2 separate regions of the Mus musculus genome follow, and region 2 is linked to region 1. Evidence: chromatin contacts called from public HiChIP or PLAC-seq data. All regions are on one chromosome and are shown on one strand. Each heading gives the region's core, a stretch centred on a gene start, on an enhancer-like site or on the middle of the called end of the contact. The rest is flanking DNA. Distances are from core to core; before and after follow the strand shown. Region 1 holds the start of Plek (pleckstrin). Region 2 overlaps Ppp3r1 (protein phosphatase 3, regulatory subunit B, alpha isoform (calcineurin B, type I)).

Region 1 (7,419 bases), core at 3,618-6,117:
TTCCTCATCTGCAAAGTATGGGATAATTGTGTCCATTTCCAATCTGCCCAGGAATGTTCTATGAATACATTAATGCACTTAATGCTTAGAACTGTCCCCAACGTGGCAAGCACATGTTAACTGCCACAAGACAGGAACATAAACTTGTGGGGGTTATTTCATTCTGTTCAGAAGACAACATGGCTCTAGAAATGAATTCTTGGATAAAATCTCCAGTCTGTTCTGCTCTCTTTATCCCAGACTTGCCTGCTTCTGGTTCATTTACTCACTCACTCACTCACTCACTCACTCACTCACTCACTCACTCATTCACTCACTCACTCACTCACTCACTCACTGACCTCACTTACTTTAACAATATCATATATATTTATTACTTTGATCAACACCCTCTCCCCTATTAGCCTATCTCATGTCCCTCCTACTTCCACCAAACCCTTTTTCTTCACAACATCAGCTCAGTACTGGACTCAACAACATATACCATCTGCTGTAAGTTTGTGGAACAGCCTTTCAGCCTTCTGTTTTTGTCTTTCTCGTGACCCTGGTTTCTGGACTGTCTATCAACCTCATAGGACATTCAGGTCTTAAGCTGCTGTTTGAGTCTGTCCTTCAGTACCTACTAATTGCTGGGATGTCATGGAAACCAGTTTCTGGCAATGAGACACATAACATGAAGGAATATTCTCTTGTTTCAAAGTTATGGTTATAAGAACATCCGATCATATGTATTCCATAACAACCAAAATATTTATTTCTCAAAAACTAATCCCCAATCAGAAAAAAAAAAGCTGAATTACTATACCCAATGTTATTTGCAACACACCTGTGCCTTTCAGAGCACCGTGGCATCATGGGAGGGGGGTTTTGCTATTAGGCAAGCCTGGGTTTGACCCCAAGCTTACAGCTGATTGATAAGGAGCAAGTCACCTACTTTCTGTGAGGTGTTAGGACTAGAGAGAGGTCACATTGGTCTAGCAACCAGCTATACCTACAGGGCCACAAATGCTCCTTAAAATAAGCACAAGTGACAAGACTCAGGGCAAGAAGTGCTATTTAGAATGAAAGGGTAGACAATGACAGTCACTTTTTTTTCTCCCCTTCTTAACCATAATCTCTATTTAAAGATCTTAGCCAGGGGGCAAAAGAGGAAACATAAGTTGTGAAATGCGGACAGTTATCTCTAACAGAACCGAAGGAGAAACATGGGCTCATGTGATGGCTCAGTAGGAAATGCACTTGCTGCCAAGCCTGGTGACTTGAGTGTAATCTCCAGGAACCATGTGGTGGAAGGACAGAACCCAGCCCCACAAGTTTTCCACTGACCTCAGCACCTACACACACAGGCAGAAGTCAGAGGGAGAGACAGAGAGAAGGGGAGACAGAGAGAGAGATAGAGACAGAGAGACAGAGAGTCACACAGAGAGGAAGAAACTGAAGAAAGAAATAAAGAGAGGAGACAAGGAAGAGACATGTTAAAGTTTATATATCATTGGCCATCAACCTGAAGACTTGACAAAATTCCTATAACAGCATTTTCAAATGCTATATTTTCCAACCAAAATATCCTACCTCAAAATAATTATTTCATAAGACATAGGAGAAGAGCATGTTTAATTCCTATACCAGAATCTTGAACTTCATAGAAACAAAAAGAGCAGAACAGGAAATCACTTCCATTACTAGCACATGGCTTGTTTGCATCCGAGCAGCCACACTCACGCATCCTAAAGTCATCACAGAAGGAAAGTCTCCTGGTTGGTTCTTTCCTCAGGAGTGATTGGAACCATCACCATTCACAGGCTATTGGGGTGAATGTGCTTGCTGATAGCTATCTTCACTTATGGGCTACCTTCTGCAACCTAGGTTCACAGAGAGACAGACAGACAGACAGACAGACAGACAGACAGAGTTTAACTGACCAACATGTTATATAACTAAAAGAAACATAAAACATAAGGAAGTTAAGAATGTGATACCTAACTAGGAAGTCCTAGTTTCAGGCTTACACTCGTTACTGACAAAAGCACCAAGTGAGAGGATGGGGGGGGGGGCAGCTCAATGGTAAGAGATTTGGGGGTACAGCTCAACGATAAAACACTTTTGCCTAATCATATACAAGGTCCTGATTCACATTCTGGCATTGAAAGAAAATTGAAACAGAAGTAAAGTGCCAAATGAGATAATTGTCATATATTACAAGACAGGCCACCTAAGTGGCCCTGAGGAAATGCAAAGCACCATGCATGTAAGATTAAATGTAGATTTAAGTATGATATTAATGAGTATTTTCCCAAGACTGATGGGAAATATACATTGTGAAATCAACATAAGGTTTCACTATGCTCTCTTCTAGAGTCTTTCCTAGGCTGACACTTGTAGGTCATAATCTGAGAGCATTACTGTTACTAGTTAAAAATTATTAAATCCAGGTGCTCCCCAGTCGTGAATCTCCTGCTCCCCCTTTCTAGTGAAATGGCCTCACTTCATGCATATTGAATCATCTATATTTTTGAAGTCTAGTGACTATAAAATATAAACATATAAACTTTTTTTTTTCAATTTTTTTTCCATTTTTTATTAGGTATTTCGCTCATTTACATTTGCAATGCTATACCAAAAGTCCCCCATAGCCACCCACCCCCTCTCCCCTACCCACCCACTCCCCTTTTATGGCCCTGGCGTTCCCCTGTACTGGGGCATATAAAGTTTGCGTGTCCAATGGGCCTCTCTTTCCAGTGATGGCCGACTAGGCCATCTTTTGATGCATAAACATATAAACTTTATAACAGCAATCTTGTCATTTTGTACTAAAACAAGGCCTGGCCTGTGAGGTGACTTAGCTGTTAAAGGTCCCTGCCAGCAAGCAGAAAGGCCTGAGTAGAGAATAGACTCCTGAAAGTTGACTCCTGACCTTTTACACACACACCATGGAAGGTGTGTACCTGCTCAAATACATACACATACACAAAGACACACACACACAGACACACACACACACAGAGACACACACACAGACACACACACACAGAGACACACACACACACACAGAGACACACACACACAGATACACACACACACACACACACAGACACACACAGAGACACACACACACACACACACACACACACACACACACCTTTTCCATCAGATCAGGAGAAAGCCCATTCAACAGCAGTTCCAATCAGTTCTCAGAGAGGGAGGATGGATTCCAGTTACCAATAAACTACACCTAGCTGTTTCATTTACAAAGGAAGTTTCAAAATTCAATTATCCTAAGAGAATGCACTGAAGATGCATGAATTCCCCAGCACCAACTCATAACTCTCACCACCACAGATAAACTGTAAGCACTAGTGGAGATTAGCTTTCCTTCAGGAAAACCTTAGGGTGCTAAACAGAGATCTCAGGGCTCAGGGGATAGAGAGGGTATTTCTCCTGACTCTGTCATACATACCTCTGGGCATGACACAGATGAATGAAAGTTTCTTTCTAATTTGAAATAAAAAGTGGAACCAGGTTGTGATATGTACCATTTAGTGTCCTATGTTCATAGACATAGAACATTTTAAGGTAAAAAGAAACAGATGGATGAGCTAAAATAAAGATGCAGCTGGACCAGATTGTTCATTCCTGAAATCGTAGGGTCTGGGAGACTGAGGCAGGAGGCTTGCAACCAATTTAAGGTTAGCCTTGGAAATACATTAAGAGCTATAGAGTAAGACCCATTCTCAAAACTTGATTAACTAGATATTTAATTAACTGCATTGAGTTTTAAAAAGATAAGAGCAACACTGGCTGCTCATGTGGTTAGAAAGCTTCTTGTGGAAGTTTAGTCAGAAGCAACATTTCTGAGCGGCTTCATGAACCCACTTGGCTCCATGAAGTGTGTTTGTGCACAGAGTATTGCCCACAGGATGCCAGCAGTCCCGATGTGTGAATTCACCAGGTAAGGAGCTTTCACAACTCAAAGCACACAACACCAGCAGCACAAAGACTAGAAACAGCATCAAAATTCAAATTTTCATAACACTAAGCTATTTTTGGCATTCTCACATTTCCACTTCTGTTCTTTAAGATGATACATCTACCACTTTGGTGGACTGTTATACAAATTCATTAAGTTGTGGGTAAAAGACTACAGCCAACACCCACCGTCACCACCTGGAACCACCTTCACACCCTTGAAACAGAAGCGTAAGTGGGAGAACGCCCAAGAAATTAGCTATATTGTTTTTCTGCTTGTTGCTCACACAAACACTGGCAACCCCTAACTCTTCTACAGCCCTGTCAATTTAAATAAGAGCTAAACAGTTCTCCAAGCAGCTTTTCTAACAGAACAATTTGAGACTTTCCCCCCACAGAAGGCAATGTTTAGCTGTTGCAACGTGTTTTAAATCATGAAAAACTAAATCTGGATTTTCATCGTCCACACCCTGAATGTTCGAATTCTCAGGCTCGTAAGGGCAAACTGTGCTGAAGCCCGAACTAGATTAATTCACTTTTAAGGGGAAAAAAAGGGTGTAGGGGAACACATGGAGGTAGCCCCACCCCAGTACACTGTATGATGTAATACTCTTTCATCCTAATCTAATAGATCCAACATGGAGCATCCCTGGAAGGGATGGACAGAGAGTATGGAGCAAACACTAATCCCCTGTAAGCCCCTCTCTAAGTCCAGCCTTGTAAGTGACCTCCCTACTTACCTTCTTCACAAGGTATCCCTCCCTGATCCGCTTTGGTTCCATGCCTGGTGGGGAGACACACGGGTCCACTCTTGTCGTCTGAGGAGCTCAGTCTCCTCTGAAGGCTGAGGTGTTTGTGGGCTGCCCTTTTTACAGGGAGGTCTCTTTCACAATTTCTCTTCTGCTGGTGACTACGTGATGACATCCTTTTCCCCTCTCTGGGGTGACGAGTCAGAAAGAGGAACTAGATATCTGAACAGCCCATGCTTTCCTAATGATGGAAATAATAACGCACAGCTTAGTCAAATATTTACCCATATGTAAAAGTCCTGACCTAAAGAGAAAAAAAATGGTAAGAGATGAATAATAAAACTTTATCGCCTGAGACTGTCCTGCTTAGGAATTGTTCTTGAAGTATTGAAAAAGTACTTAATAAAATGCCAAGACGCTGTCTCCATCCCCACACTGGCATGTGGCCCAGCCAGTCAGGTGAGTGCTCGCCACCCCACACACACACCCACCCACCCTGTCTTTGTTGTCCCCACAAATCCTAGGAGTCCCAGCTGTAAAGAAAAATGAAATCATGAAATTTTCAGATGAGTGGGTGAACTGAAAAATATTATACTAACGTAACCCAGCCCTAGAAAGACAAATGTCCCATTTCCTCTCTTGTTTATGAATCCTAGATCCAGATCTTTAGATTTGAATAAGTAACTTGTAGTCATCATAGAAGTCAGGAAAGTAGAAAGAGATCATCCAAGGGGGGTGGGGGACAGTGCACTCCAGAGATGGGTTTAATGGGATACAGGTGTTATCCCTTTTAATAGGAACAAGGAAAGGGGGAAGTGGGGAACCAGCTTTAAATGGGGAGAGAAGAAGAAAGGTAATTCAGAAGTAGAGGAGGAAGAAGAGACAAATAGTACTTAGGATGTTTGGAAAAGCCCTAAGGAAAACATTATTTCATATGGTTATTTTTATAAAAATACATATATGGTGTGTGTGGGGGGCATTGAAGTGAAGTTGTGCCACAAAAGCCATAGACTATCTAACAAAAATCCCAGTACCTGGCAGGCATGGGAAACCGCCCTTCAAATTGTTGGTCAGAGAGATCCAGAAAATTCTCAAAACAATAGAATGAAATGTGTTTGTATATACCTTTAATTCCAGCGCTCAGGAGGCAGGGACAGGTGGATCTCTGTGAGTTTGAGGCCAGCCTGGTCTATATAATGTGTTCCAGGATAGCCAGAGCTACATGGTGAGATCCTGTCTCAATGAGGGGACAGAAAATATATATTATAGCCATTTGCTATTGTCCTTGGATGCCTCGCAGATATTAAAAGTATGATCCTATTGCTAAAGACAGTTCATACTTCAGACACAGGACTTGGAATATTTGAGGTAGAACTTTCCAGGAAGTCTCCTCCATGAGGACTAGTGCTCATAGTATCAAAAGGTACTGTGCAAGGTGCCCAGGGAGAAAGGCTAATCAACAATCCTTTCTGCTTTACAGCCTGTGAACTACAACAATGACCAGCCCAGCAAGATATCTCAGTGGTGCAGTAGTGGCACTTACATTTTGGAAGTAATCAACAACTGTCTAATTGGATTTAAGGCTCACATAATAGGGCAAAATTCATGCTTGGCACTGTAAACATATTCAATTGCCAATTGCTGGACAGGTCTTAGACCCTGGGGGAAACATATACCTGCCAGTTTTCTAAATGTATTAATCCTTACACCCACACATAACTGTTGCTCTTGCCTCTCATCAAAGGTGCTTCTTTTTGCAGCAGACTGAGATCATTACAGAAATCCACAACTACTCAAATGCAAAGAACATCTGATCATGAGGTTCCTTGCACCAACTGATGTATCTACAACACAAGCCCTAAACCTAAGACTCAGGGAACATTGTGGAAGAGCGGCAGAAATAATGTAAGAACCAAAAGACTGGGATGCCTACTGCTAAATAGTATCTTCTAGATGGAAGAGGGACGCTGCACCTTTGAAATCTCAACAAGATGGTTGTTTAAATATATGATGCATATAATGATATCAGTTGATATATCAAAATGGATGGGAAAAGTCTCCCAAAACCCCACCCCTCAAAAGAAGAGCTCCAGCCATCCATGGCTGCTGGGATGGAGAATCAGAACCCGTGTTCTCCAGGAATAAGCCCCATTACAGGTTAGCCTACCCAAGCTGTCAGACCTGAACATGGATATATAAAAGCAACACAAACACTAAATGGACTCAGTAGGATTTTATGAGTGTTTTTGTTGTTTTGGGGTACTTGGGGGGGTTACAATAATAATATAGAGGAAGATGCCATCAAGTTGACAGGTTTGGGAAGAATATAGGAGAAATTGGAAGGGGAGAAAAGAGGGTAGAAATTATTTAAATACTACTCATGTATGAAATCCTCTAAAAATAGAAAATAAAAGCATCTTTCTAGGATACCAAAAGGACCTACTATTAAGTGCATACCTGCTTCTACGCCAGGCACTAGAGCAGATGTTGTTCATTCAACTTCATTTAATTTAGTTGCTAGAGAAACTAAATTAGTGGGGGAAAGTGCAGTATTGTTTCTTATTTATAAGGAAACTAGGACTCTGAGAAGAAAGTTGTTAGTCTCCGATTACACAGCTGGTAATAGCTAAAGCCAGAAGGGAAGGCACCTGCACCATGGTCCTCTCGGGGAATGAGAGCAGACTAAGGGAATAGCATTATTCCA
Region 2 (7,419 bases), core at 2,839-5,338, 170 kb after region 1:
ACAGTTATGTATCAAAGTCTTTTGTGCTGTTGCTTGTAGTGTATGAGTCATAGAAAATCCACAGTGAAAAGAAGATGGGATTTACTGCCTCTCTTTCCTAACCTCTTCCTACTTAAACTTTTTCCTTAATTTGTTTATAATCCTATTATATGAATCCCATTAATAGGTGACATATTAATAAAATGAGAATATTATAGAATAAAGCAGATTTGACACACTATTCAAAACTCTACCATTGAACCATGTTCAATTGGATTAGGGTTTTCTTGTTATTGTTTTTGATTGTTTTAAAATAGTCTTATGTAGGTGAGGCTGGCCTTGATCTCTTGATCTTCTGGGTTGGCCTCCCAATTGCTGATATGCTGGGATTATAGACCTTAACCACAGCCCCCATGTGCCCCCCCCCCCGCACTTTTTCTTTTTCCCATTTAGTTGATTTGCAGTTGACAAATTTCTCTTTTTCAAATCTTTAAGCTTTGTATGTTATTCTTTTTGATTGATGCTTTAGTTTTAATTTTACTTTATTGTGATTGTTTTGAGACAGGGTCCCACTGTGTAGCTCTGACTGTCCTGACACTTGGTATGTAAACCAGGCTGGTCTTAGACTCACAGAGATACACCTGCTTCTGCCTCCTGGTTGTTGAAATCAAAAAGTGTATGGCCCTGTGCTGACTCCTTTTTAGTTTTGAAAAAGTCTCAGCCGTGTTTCATAGGCCAGCTTAAGCAACAGGCTCAAGCGATGCTCTTGCCTCAACCTCCTGAGCACTGAACCACAGGCAGGTTCCCTGCCCACTGAGCCTGGGTTCATGGTGGTGTTAGTATGTTTTAATGAACTCTCCTTTAGGTAGGAATTTCAGTTATCAAAGTTGCATCTTTACTGAAAGACTTTTACCTGAGCCTAGGTTCTATAAGTTCTTGACAGAGACACAAAAACCATGGCTATCCATAGACAACTTACAATCTCAGAGTTATGTTTTGGGGAACAGTACTGAGAAGAGTTTATACTTTGATCAGACCTACTATACTGCAGATATGTGTAACACTTTTGTTTTTCCTCACAAGGTGTACTGTTAAGGAGGGACAATAGTGGACTCTTGTCTTTATGCAGAAAAATATCTTAGAATATTAGTACATACATCAGTTTAATCAGGTGTAAATTTCCGTAGTAAAAGTTACACCTAGATGTAATACCATGAAAGAAGAGTCAGGGTGCTAGGGATTAATCATAGTATAAAGACCTAAAGTATGAATAAGTCAGAGTAAAATTAAGGACGTAAGTAGCTCTCTTCCCAAAAGGAGTAGTTCCTTGGAGTAGATCATTGATTCCTGGCTCTAGGATAGGAAAACGTAATGTGGTCAACGTGTTCTGAACGATGTGTACATATTGGAAGGAGGAGGGGCCACCCAACGAGTAGGAACAAATGCTGCCCAGATGTGAAGTGGTTTAAGTATCAGGTTAAGTGTTATTGATAAGTGATTATAGCTCAGGGTCCTAAAATTCATGAGTCTATGCTAAGAGTAATGGTTGTGCACATCTTGAATCCCAGCACTTGGCAGCAGAGGCAGGGGGAGATCTGAGTTCAAAGCTAACCCGGACTACTTTGTGTTCCAGATCAGCTAAGACCTTGTCTCAAGAAAGAAAAAACCCTTAATACCAAACAAGTCACATTGGAAGAATCATAAACTTAGAAAATTGAACATTTGAGATTTCTCTGGTTATCTCTATACCTCATTTTTTTTATTAGGTATTTTCCTCGTTTACATTTTCAAGGCTATCCCAAAAGTTCGCGGTACCCATCCCCCCAATCCCCTACCCACCCACTCCCCCTTTTTGGCCCTGGCGTTCCCCTGTACTGGGGCATATACAGTTTGCGTGTCCAATGGGCCTCTCTTTGCAGTGATGGCCGACTAGGCCATGTTTTGATACATATGCAGCTAGAGTCAAGAGCTCCGGGTACTGCTTAGTTCATATTGTTGTTCCACCTATAGGGTTGCAGTTCCCTTTAGCTCCTTGGGTAATTTCTCTAGCTCCTCCATTGGGGGCCTTGTGACCCATGTCAGCTGACTGTGATCATCCACTTCTGTGTTTGCTAGGCCCCGGCATAGTCTTACAAGAGACAGCTATATCTGGGTCCTTTCAGCAAAATCTTGCTAGTGTATGCAATGGTGTCAGTGTTTGGAAGCTGATTATGGGATGGATCCCTGCATATGGCAATCACTAGATAGTCCATCCTTTCGTCACAGCTCCAAATTTTGTCTCTGTATACCTCATTTTTTAATTGGGTAATCTGGGCTGTTGTTGTCTAATTTCTTGAGTTCTTTATAGACTTTGAATATTAGCCCTCTGTCAGATGTAGGGTTAATGAACATCCTTTCCCAATCTGTAGGCTGCTGTTTTGTCCTATTGACACCGTCCTTTGCCTTTCATGAGATCCTGTTTATCAATTGTTGATCTTAGAGCCTGAGCCATTGGTGTTGTGCTCAGGACATTTTCTCTTGGACCAATTCATTCCAGGGTATTTCCCATTTTCTCTTCTATGAGATTCAGTGTATCCAGTTTTCCTTAGGTTGAGGTCCTTGATCCACTTGGACTTGAGTTTTGTGCAAGGTGATAAATATGAATCTATTTTCATTCTTTTACGTATAGACATACAGTTAGATCACCACCATTTGTTGGAGATGCTTTATTTTTTCCATTGTATGGTTTTGGCTTCTTTATCAAAAATCAAATATCCATAGGTGTCTGGGCTTATTTCTGAGTCTCGATTCCATTGATTTGTTTCTTTACTAATACCATGAAGTTGTTTGTTTTTCTTTTTGTTTGTTTTTTTTTTTTTTAATAATACTGCTCTGTAGTACATACAGCTTGAGGTAAGAGATAGTGATTCCTCCAAAGTCCTTTTATATAGTTCAGTATGATTTTGGCTATCCCGGTTTTTTTGGTTCTCCATGTGAAGTTGAAAATTGTACTTTCAAGGTCTATACAAAATTGTATTGAAATTTTGGTGGGGCTTACCCTGACTCTTTAGGTTGCTTTTGGTAAATAGCCACTTTGACTACGTTAGTCCTACCTGTCCATGAGCATGGGAGATCTTTCCAGCTTTCATCTTAAACTTGCATGATTAGAATTACACCAAGATATTTTATATTATTTGCTGCTATTGGGAAGGGTGTGATTTCCCTAGTTTCTTTCTTGGCCAGTTTATCATTTGTATAAAGGAGGGCTACTGATTTCTTTGAGTTAATTTTGTATCCTGCCACATGGGTGAAATTTGTGATGCCTTGTCTGCCCTTAGTGGGAGAGGCTGTGCGTAGCCTCCCAGAGACTTGATGTGCCAGAGTGGGTGGATATCCAGGTGGGCCCCCAGGTTGACAAAACCGTCACCAACAATAAAATAGGACAAATCCTATAGAGATACCTCCCCACCCCCAGAAAAGACAGTCTCATGTCATAGAGGCCAGCCTTGAACTCACAAAATCAATGAGGATTACTTGTTCTGCCTTTATCATCTGACTCCTGGGTCACAGATGTGCACCACTGTGCCTGATGTATTTTGTTGGGACATATTTATGATATGTATTATGGGAGAGTAGAATATATTATATGAATAGAGAATAGGAGACTCTAGTATTATGAATAGAGAATATTATAGGAAAATAGAATATAGATTTACTTTATTTTTTATATATATAAATTAGGTGGTAGAATATAATTATGGTCTTCTCTGCGTGGCTTTTTTTTTTTGAAAATGTTTTACTCCAATTATAATATGATGCTTTTTTCATTGTCAGACATTGAATTTTGTGCTCTTTTGCTGGACTGCACCCCAGTGCCTTGTGTATTGTGGTCTGCTCACCCCTCTTGCATCACAGCCTTCCCAGCTCTGTGAGCATCAGAGATAGTTTAGTCCACTTACTAGTTCTATCCTTGGCTTTGGGATGTCCAAATGCAACTGAAGCTGGAAGGAGCTCCCTATAGATTTCAGGGTGCTGCAGATTGTAGGTCTCTGTATGTTCCTGTACTTCTCAGTTCTCCAAGGGCAGACCCCAGGTTCCTTTTTATATCAGTGATTGCAACTCATTTCTGAAAAGTGCTGCTTGATGCAACTTCCTGATGTCCTGTTCTGTACTAGTCACACGGCTGATGGAGCATTACTCCTAGTTGGCAGATATTATCTGCTGCGGTGGTGATGGTGGTGGTGGGTTTTTTGTTGTTTTGTTTTTTGGTTTGGTTTGTACTTTACTCAGTATAATGACGGTTCTTTGCTGGGCTCCAAGTGCACACCTTTAGTACATGTTAGAAAGACGCAGGATGAGTTCAGGGCTGGCCTGCTCTACCTAGTAAATTCCGTGCCAGACAGTTCCGTAGTAAGACTTGTCAAAAATACCAAATACATAGGTTACCCTGAAAAACCAAGCAGCTGATTATTTGAGGACTTCATCATCAAGTGATCTTGTGAATTACGTGGTCATATTGTACAATACTTCAGTTCTGCAGGCTTTCTTATGTAAGTTTAAAACATGTTAGCTTTAGGAAACACGGCTCTGTATTTTCTCTAGAATACCCTTTCCCTCCTCTAATGGAGAAAATACATAAGTTAGGCAACAGGATGACTTCTTATATAAAGAAATACTTAGAAGCAAGGTCCCCACCCCCACCCCCCGCTAGAAGCAAGTTTTAATGGCTGTTTTGTACAGGGTTTATTAACATTGCTGTTAACATCTTACAGAATTTTAAAGTTCTGTTTTAGTGAATGAGTGTACTTGGTAATGAGGATTCTCTTCTTAACAGCGCATATTGCAGTCTTATTAAACTCTAAGCAGAAATGATTAGAATTAGAAATGATTAGCTTTTTAACAAAATAAGTTAGCCTGATGTGTTGGCACAAGCTTTTGATTCAGACATTCAAAGTCAACCTTGCCTATACTGGGAGTGTAAGCCAGCCCGAGCTTTGAAACAGTGTCTCAAAAAAGAAATAAACAAACCAAACAGCTCATCCAGCCAGACAAGCCGTGCATTGCCAGTCTCTGAAATGTGGGATTTTCTGTGTAGTGTGTTTATGGTGCTACAAATACTTGATATGTTTTCTTGCCAGTTAAAAAGTAAGTATAGTTTATAATTCTGAACATAAATTTATGTTTAGAATTTATAGCTCATTTGCCTGTTTTGTCCGATAAAATAGTTGCTTAATATTCTAAAGATATTTAGGTATATCTCATAACTAATTGATTCTTTCTTCCTTCCCCAGGGAAATGAGGCGAGTTACCCTTTGGAAATGTGCTCACACTGTAAGTTGAATATAATGAGAGCAAGCATGTGTTTTGCTTATGAATCTGGGGGGAGGGGCAGGCACACATCTCTATGATGAGTACTTGATTTTTTATCAAATGTGGCCTACATTTAAAATGGAGAAGGCATGGAACACACACTCTTGAAGTTACTGAAGTAGGAAATATTTAAAAAGTAGATTTTATTATTAATATATACACAACATTAAAGGTTAAACCCCTAAATCTCTGTGAACTAAGAGGGCTCTTTTCAAAGTGAATTTGTAATCATGTTTTTTGTTTGTTCTGTTTTGTTTTGTTTTTTTTTTTTCTATTTGTTGATCCATGGATCTGGGCTTCTTTGTTTTGTAATGTTAATAACTGTACCCAGAATTCCCCAGATCATTGGGGAAATGGAATTGCAAAAACATGAAAGCCGAGTTTCGTGGGCTAGAACTTGTCACATAACTGGGTCAGCTGCCACCTGAACTAGGGAGAAGAGAAACAGATGTGTGAAAATTGTATTTTGACATTTGAGACTTTTGGATTTTGATGGAATGGGTCAGGGTGACTCTGAAGACCAGCAGATTTCTAGAGTGAAAGTCAGTTGTCAAAGACTTCAGCTACTGTAAATGTTTCTATATAAGCTTGGGGATGGCTTTTTAACTACATTTTACTTATCCCTACATACAGATGTGGGGGGCAGGGCTCACACGTTTGCCACAGTGTCAGTGTAAGTAGAGATGAGTAGGACATTTGTGGGGATTGGTATTTTTCTTTGTACCATACAGGTCCATAGGATCCAATTGAGGTAGTTTATTAGGTGTGGTGGCAAGCATCTTTACTGGTGTGTCTTGTTTGTTATTATTTTGTTTTGTGGTTTTTTTGTTTGTTTGTTTGTTTGTTTGTTTGCCAGCCCCTTATTTGTCTGTCTGTTTATGAGACCTGTTCTTATAGTGTAGCCTTTGCTAGCCTGTAACTTTTAATGTGGAGCTGGTCTTGAACTCACAGAGATCTGCTCTCCTTTGCTTCTTTGCTTCTAAAGTGCTGGGATTAAAAGCATCCATTAGTCAGTGTCCTGTTGCTGTGAAGAGACACCATGACCATCACGACTCTTAGAAAAGATAGCATTTAATTGGGGCCGACTTACAGTTTCAGAGGTTTAGTTCATTATCATGGCAGAGTATCAAGGCATGCCAGGACATGTTGCTGGATGTGTAGCTGAGTGTTCTACATCCCCAGGCAGCAGAGAGCCTCTGGGCCTGGCTTGGGTTTTACCCCCAGTAACACACTTCCTCTAAAAAGCCATGCCTACTAATTCTTTCAAAAATGCCACTCCCTGGTGGCCAACCATTTCATCTAAGTGACTATGGGGGCCATTCTTATTCATACCACCACATCATGACTGGCTCTTATTATTGTGTGTTTATATATGGCATGCCTGTGTGGACACATGTGCCATAGCATGTGCATGGAAGTTAAAAGACAACCATGGAGTCTGTTCATGTTCGTTCGTTCTCTCTCTCTCTCTCTCTCTCTCTCTCTCTCTCTCTCTCTCTCTCCCTCTCTCTCTCTCTCTCTTTCTCTCTCGATAGGCTTTCTCTGTGTAGCCCTGGCTGTCCTGGAACTCATTCTGTAGACCAGGCTGGCCTCGAACTCAGAAATCCGCCTGCCTCTGCCTCCCGAGTGCTGGGATTAAAGGTGTGTGCCACCACTGCCGGAGAGTCTGTTCTTTCTTATCTCTGTGTGAGGTCCAGGGATTGCATTCAGGTCGTCTCAAGTCCCTTTACCCTCTTGAGGCATTTTTGCCAGTCCAGGTCTTAACTTTATATGTATATTAGATGGAAGCTTAATATTTGAAAGGCTGGATGTTAATTTAGGATTAGAGTTGTTTGTGTGGTTGCAAAGTTCTAGAGCCAGAAGCTTAACATTCACTTTGTAGCTTCCTGATTTTAGAATAGGCCCTTTCATAGTGTGGCTTGTAAATGTTCTTACAAGTTTAATGCAGTCTGCCTTCCCTCCCTCTACTCTTCTCTCTTTCTCTCCCCTCCCCCCTCCTTCCCTTGGTAGCATACGAGGATTGCCATGAGTTGGAGGTCATACTAGAATATGTAATGAAACTGTGTCTCAAAAGACTATGGTCTGTCAGCT

What was found. HiChIP or PLAC-seq counts read pairs in DNA pulled down with a chosen protein or histone mark.
Region 2: an H3K4me3 HiChIP or PLAC-seq map of bone marrow-derived macrophages shows a contact between it and region 1, with 2.1 times the contacts expected there. The contact joins the enhancer-like site here to the promoter of Plek in region 1. A contact is called at or near these places in 5 of 39 promoter capture datasets (the C10 cell line, the HPC-7 cell line, embryonic stem cells and 1 more), 1 of 484 Hi-C or Micro-C datasets (myeloid progenitors), 3 of 115 datasets of contacts at active chromatin or transcription factors (bone marrow-derived dendritic cells, bone marrow-derived macrophages and effector CD8 T cells) and 3 of 9 other capture datasets (adipose tissue, liver and pancreatic islet).

The regions. Positions count from the first base shown.
Region 1 is chr11:17,003,851-17,011,269 of GRCm38.p6, forward strand. Plek (pleckstrin) reads right to left here and starts at 4,868. Exons shown (of 10, transcript NM_019549.2): 1 at 4,707-4,868. The coding sequence starts at 4,748.
Region 2 is chr11:17,176,858-17,184,276 of GRCm38.p6, forward strand. Ppp3r1 (protein phosphatase 3, regulatory subunit B, alpha isoform (calcineurin B, type I)) reads left to right here. Exons shown (of 6, transcript NM_024459.2): 2 at 5,250-5,289. Among named protein-coding and RNA genes, the nearest start is that of Ppp3r1, 21 kb to the left of the region's middle. Within about 2 kb of position 4,089, at least 27 of the 459 cell types and tissues checked have an H3K27ac peak or open chromatin away from gene starts, as enhancers often do. A contact at or near this core is called in the HPC-7 cell line, bone marrow-derived dendritic cells and bone marrow-derived macrophages, where this site is marked.